Regions from separate parts of the Mus musculus genome. Here region 2 is linked to region 1. A link is a contact called in public Hi-C data. All regions are on one chromosome and are shown on one strand. The core of a region is the stretch at or near the end of the contact, and the rest is flanking DNA. Distances in the headings are between cores, read along the strand shown.

What was found. A called contact is a pair of places that touch in the nucleus more often than the background predicts.
Region 2: a Hi-C map of liver shows a contact between it and region 1, with 2.2 times the contacts expected there. The contact joins two enhancer-like sites. A contact is called at or near these places in 10 of 484 Hi-C or Micro-C datasets (cortical neurons, embryonic stem cells, epidermal suprabasal cells and 2 more) and 4 of 115 datasets of contacts at active chromatin or transcription factors (embryonic stem cells, epiblast stem cells, pancreatic cancer cells and 1 more).

Annotation. Positions count from the first base shown.
Region 1 is chr3:149,081,676-149,085,459 of GRCm38.p6, reverse strand. Gm30575 (a long non-coding RNA gene) reads right to left here. Exons shown (of 3, transcript XR_003954583.1): 1 at 1-3,784. Among named protein-coding and RNA genes, the nearest start is that of Gm30575, 5.2 kb to the right of the region's middle. Within about 2 kb of position 1,854, at least 14 of the 459 cell types and tissues checked have an H3K27ac peak or open chromatin away from gene starts, as enhancers often do. A contact at or near this core is called in liver, where this site is marked.
Region 2 is chr3:149,218,788-149,222,443 of GRCm38.p6, reverse strand. All of the region lies in intron 2 of Gm30382 (a long non-coding RNA gene), which reads left to right. Among named protein-coding and RNA genes, the nearest start is that of Gm52619, 45 kb to the right of the region's middle. Within about 2 kb of position 1,968, at least 67 of the 459 cell types and tissues checked have an H3K27ac peak or open chromatin away from gene starts, as enhancers often do. A contact at or near this core is called in liver, where this site is marked.

The DNA of each region.
Region 1 (3,784 bases), core at 605-3,104:
ACCTTCATAGAGAGGGGGTGGCACCCGGTGCAGCTAGCTTTCTTTCAATTCAGCCCAGTGGAATGGATGGAATTTCTAAGTGTGCTGGTTAGAGACTATTGTTCCCAACCTGAACAGAAACCTCTCCTTGAATGGCCTCTTTGGCACTTTGGAGGTCACCATTCAAAGGCGTCATCTTGAAGTTTCTTAACCTGGGATGTCGTTTGCCTGAGATGTAAATCTTGCAAGTCGGAATGAATGTCTATTTTTCTCAGGGAAGGGTGAAGAACATTCCTGGGATCCCCCACTCCCAAAAGAAAGTCTGTTACTCCTGCTAACAGCCACAGCTTCCGCTTGCCAGTATAGCTTTAGCACAGTGGTCTGAGTGAGCTCCTGGCCTCAGTTACATTGTAACCTCTGTCTTCCTCTCGCAGTGAGTTGCTTTGCATAGTTTGCACTTTTGCCTGCCCAGGCTCCTCCGGGTTTATTTCACAACTCTTTTCCCTGCTGCTGACCTGGAGCTATGTTAAGCGACCATCTAAAAGAATGCTTTTCTAAACGATTGTTTCTGAGCACTGTTCTTTTAGTCAACATAGATTTGTTAAGCACCAGTTAATGTCAAGTACTTCCAGATTTCAGAAATAATAGAACACACTGTTGTCTTCTCCAGAACTTCCGGGGCTTTGGAGAAGACATGTATCTATGGAGAGAAACTCCAATCAATCCACTAGTCTGTGTGTAAATGGAGAAGATCTTCTGTGAGACTGTAATTTTTCAAAACAGCTTGTCTCAACTCATCTTGAGATAGAAAGGAAAGGATAGAAAACAAGGAGTGGTGACATTTGGCCAGTGGGACAAAGGTCAACTCCATCCCACCTTGTTTGTCCTCCTGCCACATGCCACCCCCATGCATGTCATGGGGGCTGGGGTGGCTGAATAGGCTTTTAGAGATGGCTGCAGGGTGGGGTGAGGGAAAAGCTCAGAACAGGGCAGGGGGAAACTGGTTGTGTGTGAAGCCTGGGCTAAATTCGAATGTTTGAGTGATCTAGTCTCACAGATGATATTCCATCACATATCAGATTGAGATTATGAAACTTTCTGGAGGGTAATCCCCTTGGAAGTCTTTAAAATGTGGTAAGACCCAACCTTCCGACAAAACCGCTTCCCAGTAGCCTGCAACCTTAATTTCCTCGTTTCTTCCATTCCTCCTTAACAAGGGTCCTTCCCTCCAGCTTAGTCACAGGGCTGAGAGATAAAGAAAAGGGGGCATATTTGACAACAGAAGCAAATTATTTTCCTTCTTTCTGGCTTCACTGACTTCTTTCTGACTTCCACACTATCGGTAACCGAAGCCATCCCTTCTACCATTTCCGATGTTTCCAGTCTTGTTTGCTTGAAGCCTCATCCACAGTGTAAATGTCAGCATGCAGCCACTCCTCACCACCACACACACACAAGGTTATATGGGCTTATGGCTTTGTTTGTTTGAGGTGGTGTTGCTTTCTTTAGTATTCTCGGTTAAAAAATCACAGAACTGGCAACCTGGTTTCTTCTTTCTAGATTTTCCTCTTCCCTGTACATTTTCCCTGCTCTCTTTTCTTAGACGAGCCTACTTTTCTTGCTAGATTCCTTAAGATTTACAGTAAACTGTGTCAGGAAGCACGTGACTCACTTCAGTTTTGCTGCTCGATGCATTCAGAGGGCTACCCTGGAGAGAGCTGTTTAATCTAAACCTCATTGGGTGGCCCGTCCCGGAAGCCTCTGCCACCGCTGATGAAATGACAGAAGTCCTCTCCGAAGCGCTTAGATGAGAGCTGGTTGTTAGAAAGCTGCTCCTGAAGAAGTAAGTTCTGATCGGCAGTGGGGCAACAGTCATGAGATTCTTGTGAAATGTTTGCTCTCTGAAGAGTTCACAAGCTGTGGCGAGTCTGAGCACTCTCCGTGAACACCCTGCAGCCCTGTCCACCCACACTGGCCCAGGTGCAGAACCTGTGAGGTCGCCGTTTGGCAGGGTCACACCAACCTCATGGGAGACAGACAGAGGTAAATCCTGTTTCCTGGCTCTCAAGGAAAGCAAGTCCGGTCAGTTCTAAGGCTGCCATGGGCTTATCTGGTCGTTATGCTTAGTTCCAGCATCCATTCAGGTGTTCTGAGCGTTCCCTGGGCTCAGTTCTGTTGAGTTTGTTCAGCACAGAGACTGAATAAGGCTTAACAAGGAATTAGTTAATTCCTGTAAGTGCATGAGAATCTTTATGCTGGAGAAAAGAAACAATAATTTAAAAATAAAGACTATTTTGATTGTACATACCAACATACTTGGATAATGTCTACTCTTTTATTTTTAAGGCTTTCAGTTAACAAGAGTTACTTAGATGGGGGCAAGGTGGCTTTCATATTTTCAAGCCACTTTCCCTCAGCCTTACATATATAAGTATATTTAAAACCAAATTAAATAATGTATTTTGAAAGCGCTTATATTCATCTTACTGCCAAGCAAAGATCCAATTACTCCAATAGATTGAATTTTGTGGAGAAGCAGAATTGCTAACCAGTCTGTACCCAGTGACGTCGGGCAGTTTCTTGAAGAACAGGTTATTGTATGCTCGGCTTGTTTTCAGATCATTGTAGGATCAAAGAATAAAAAAGGGCAACACAGGGCAAGGCAGACAAAGCTTGTTGGATGAATGAAAATTGATGGTGTTAATGATAATAGGATTGATTTATAAATTGTCTTACCTCTGCAACTTTCTATGTTTATCTTTTTAGTAAATTACAAAAGAATACTCCAGCATTCTGACTGGCTAAAAAGTTAAATCGAGGGCTGTAGAATGGTCACAAGTAACTTTTTTACCACCATACTTAACAAAATGTTAATTAAATAGAAAAAAATTTAAAATTATCCCATAAAAACTTGGGTACATGAAAGCTGAAAATGGCAACAGCGTGGGGCAGATTCAAGCCCAGATGCCCCATGCCTACCAGCACCAGAACCCTGATGCCAGGGCCTGGACTCCTATTCATTATTCAGAACTCACTTGGCCTTTTTAGGTTTCCTGTATCTGATCCTCTGGTGTAAGAGGATTTTTATAAGGCCATTCATTCCCTGAAGAGGGAAGCCTAAAATCTTTGTTGTTGTTGTTGTTGTTTTGTTTGTTTATTTGTTTGTTTTACCACAAAGTGCTCACACCAAAGCCAACTGGGCTAGCACATCGTTTCCCCTGCCCAGCATTCCATTCCTGCACTGGATGTGGCTATGTCCAAAGGCTCGTTGGCCTTCGCATCCTAGTGTGATGGGTGATGATCCCCAGAATGCCTCCTACTTCTCTCTCCTGAATAACTTTAGTCTTGATTGCTGCTTGTGATGTGCCTGGTCCTCTGCTTCCTCCTTGGAGTCTGTCTTCAGTTTCCCACCTGTCCCATGTCCTTTATTGAATGATGAGTGACGTAAGAAAGGAATAGCAAGAATCTGTTAATACACTGGCCTGTACTTGGCTGATTTTTCACTCAGGTTTGTGTCGGAGCAGCAACCCTGTGGCTTTTTCCCCTGTTTAAACTAAAGGACAAATTACCTAACAAGGGAGATTTGAGAATCCATCCCAGGCAATGAGGAAAAGTTATGGCAACCAATAGAAGGATTGTAGATTCCGGTTGTTAAATTCATTAGCTTTCAAAAATGTTCCTTGTAGGGTGGAGACCCTTCTCACCTGAGTGGTTACATAGCTTGGAGGAAGCCCTCGATTCAGTCCACAGCACTGTAAAACTGGGCAAATTGGCACACATTCGTAGTCCTAGGACTCTGGAAGAA
Region 2 (3,656 bases), core at 719-3,218, 140 kb before region 1:
AACCACAGCCCTCTATACACATGCTGCTTCTCCATTCAGTAGATGTCGCATCAGACCACATACATGTATGTCATCTCTGCGCCCAGCTTGGACACATCTCTGCTACTTTGAGTCCTCTAGTATCTTCAGATGATTTTCTTAAATAATCCCTTCTCAATGGGGCTTATTCTCCCCAGCCAATCTGTTACAAATGTTAGCTTCCACTTACGCAGCAAGCAGCTCAGAGTCATCTTATCCACTCTGCTGTATCTCCAGTTTCCTAAAAGTGTTCACAGTTGTATTAAAACCTTAATAAATATTGACTGACTAGGGCTGGGAAGATTGCTCAGTAGGTAGAGTGTTTGTCATGAAAATGTTAGAACCTGACTTTATACTCTGGAAGCCAGGAAAGATCAGACAGGATGAAACATGTTTTTAACCTGGCACTCCTTTGGCCAGATTGGAGGTGGAGTCAGAAGTCCCAGAAGAGACCCATTCTCCCACAAGGTGAAAATAGAAAACCAATACCCAAGGTGGTCTTTGATCTCCACATGTGCACTGTGGCACATAATTGCTCACACAGACACCTACATACACATGCACACACAAGTACACACACATGAAGAAAAATAAAGGAAGAGGCTCTCCTAGGTGCCCTTAGAATCTAAATATGCTCTCGCAGTCAGTGGGATTGAAAAATACTTTCCAAGAGCTCATTCAACCGGAAGCATGGGTCTTTATGTTACAAGATAAATAAAATTATTCTGATTGGAAAAATATATTCACTAGTTGTCACGGTTCTTATTTTGGCTAATAAATATATGTTTGGATTCAACAACAACAACAACAAACCATGGAAAACATGCTAGAATTGACAAGCAATAAATCAGGAAACCCTTGGATTGTCTCGTGCCATTCCCACCAGCTCGAATGCTAAAAGAACGTAACGCCATCTGCAGCTGTTCTCTGATTTCGTCCTTCCTTCTTCTCTACCTGAAATACAATTTTCAGCCAAGTTACCAAGCCCTGCCAATTCTATCCCGCTATTAAACTTCCCTATTAGTTCTTGCCCATCTTCCCCACGAGGAAGGGCATGCACGGGGAGACAGCAGCTAATAATCCTGGGTTGGAGGCCAAGCTCTTTAGTAGGTGGCCTTTGATGCAATTACACTTTCTGTGGGAAGTAATCCGGAGCCAGTGCGTTTTAAAAAGCAAGATCAGAGTTGTCAGAAAGAAGTTTCCTGATGGTTCTGTGTTACCACAGGACTCTTGCTTCTAACTTAGTATCAACTCTTTATCCTTCCCTCTTCCTGTCAGCCGGCCTCCAAAGCTAACAGTCCTTGTTTGACACCGGATGTCATGGCTAGGGTAAATAATAATATGCTAAGATATAGTAATGAGGAATTAGAACCCTGAAACTTGGGTCCTTTTTACCTGACTAGGCCTTCTTCACCACCCTACTGTCTTCTGGTGCAGTGGAAAGGGTATTTCAAATTGTTGATTCAGTCACATGTGGTAATCTAAGCCATGTCTTTATGTAATTTAGTTTCTGTTTCGGTGAGTCAGAAACATTTGTCAGATTCCCATCTCCTTCACCTGGACTTATGTGAAGAAGTAAGGCCTGTCACTCTCAGACAGGGTGGGGCCCTGTAGCCCACACAGGTGTCCTCCAAGGCCATCCTTTCCCCAGGCCCTCCTCCTGGACAGCTCAGAGTGACTCTCCTGAACAGCCAAGGGTATCCTTTCCCCGATGCCTCTTCCTGCATGGCTTAGAGCGACTGCCCTGAACATTCTGGAAGCTGACTTTGGTGACATTGCTTGTGTTTATTCACTGGACCATGACAGTGTTCCACGCATCTTCCCTCTGCCGTCTCCTCCCTCCCTACTTTTGCTGACTCTTAGGTATTCCTTAACACAGGACTAACTACAATTCCCGCCTTCAGCTTTGTCTGCAGTGGCCTGCTTCCTTCCCCTTAGACGACCTTCTGGGCTAAAGTTGACAAAGTGCGTCCTTTCCCAGCAGACTGGGAATTTCTGAGGAGTGACCATACAGACCTCTGCAGAGCTGGGGGCTGGAGAGCCATATGCAGATGTTTCTGCTCTTTAAGAAGTTGGCAGAATTAGACTGTGACTGGGTGATTCCCAGGGGGCCTCCCAGGAAGGGCAAAGTGCTGTTTGCTTCCACAAGCCCTTCTAGAACTTCTCCCTACCCATTTCTCCCTGGACCCCCCTCCACAGGAAGTCACAGAGAGAAGGAAAACAGTGGCTATCCTCTCAGCTGTTAAAGACAACTAAGGGACTAGGAATGTCTCACCTTCTTTCTAATCCACTCTCCTTTCCACTTTAGGATGCTTAGTCTGGCCTGCTTCTCAATAGTTAAGGGAATAAAAGACTTTAGAAAATCCCTTTCTTTCTTACCAGCCAAATTTCCTGACTATTGTCTTGGAAAAAGAGTCACAAAGTGCCAGCCTTTGAGATTCAAAATACTCAGCAAGTTTCGCTTCTTCTTCCCAGATCTACTTCCTCCAGGAGCTGAGGTTTGCGAAGCCGGGATGGAATGGACCGGGTAAAAGTCAGGAGTTTAGGCCACTGCTTCAAACTGCTCAGATCATCTCACAGTAACCATTAATCAGCGAATTCAACTACGGCAGGTCTCTGCCATCTTATTTTACTTTCTTATTTTTTAAAATCACAATCCTATAATGGAAGTATTCAACACGGGAAAGAGAACCTAGGAATGCTTTGAGGAATTGGTAAGGCTTTATCCCAGCCACTCTAGAATATTCTTTGTCAGATTGGCCACAGTCCCGAGCCACGTGCATCCGAGGAAAGCCTTTCAGGGAACAAAACAAAGCTCATTTCCTCCAGTTCCCTGCTCCTCCTTTTCTTCCCTGCTCATTTTAACCCTCTTTGTAGTCAACTGAATTGGCTTCAGGAAACACCGAATGGTTGTGATTGGCATTTTAAAAATGCTGCTCCGCCCCCACCTTCCCTATCACAGAATTCAAATTGAAATTGCACCAAATTCTTTCACCAGTTGGAAATCCGGCTGAGGTGCCTTTTTGCGAGCCAGCTGTAATTGGGAGAGCTTGCTTTGGTAAGTCCTGGAGCAAGCTAAGTAGTGAGTAAGACATCAATTTAATGCTGCTAAGTAGTTTTAAAGCTACTTAGCATGAGGAAATCCTACAGTTGCAGAAGCATCGACTGCTTCGAAGATTTGCTGCTTGTAAGCAGTTTTAAAGTCTTCCTACCTTTAGCTTTTCAGAAAGTACCTGTAGGCTTTTGTACCTTTCGTTTTGAGCTGTAGGGCTTTCTAGTTCTCGGTCTTTGTTTTGCCTAAGATTTAGTAAATATGTGGTACTGGCTTCTTGGAACCTTTTCTCTAAAATCCCCCAAATAATTACAGAAGAGACAAGAGACTCATGGCTTGTTAGAGGACCACAGAGTCCCTGGAAGTCCACTCTGCCCTGTGACATAAGCGAAGTAAGAGCATGGCTTCTAAAGTCAATTAATTCGTTTGGGATGACCAAGTGACATCTCAGGAAGTAGAAGGTTCAAAAAGTGTTCGTGGATTACCAGTTTATAAACCTAGTAAAACAAACAAACAAACAAAAAATTGGAACAACCTAAAAGCAACAATGTTTCTGCTCTGCTCTTGTGGACTGGATGGTAATAAT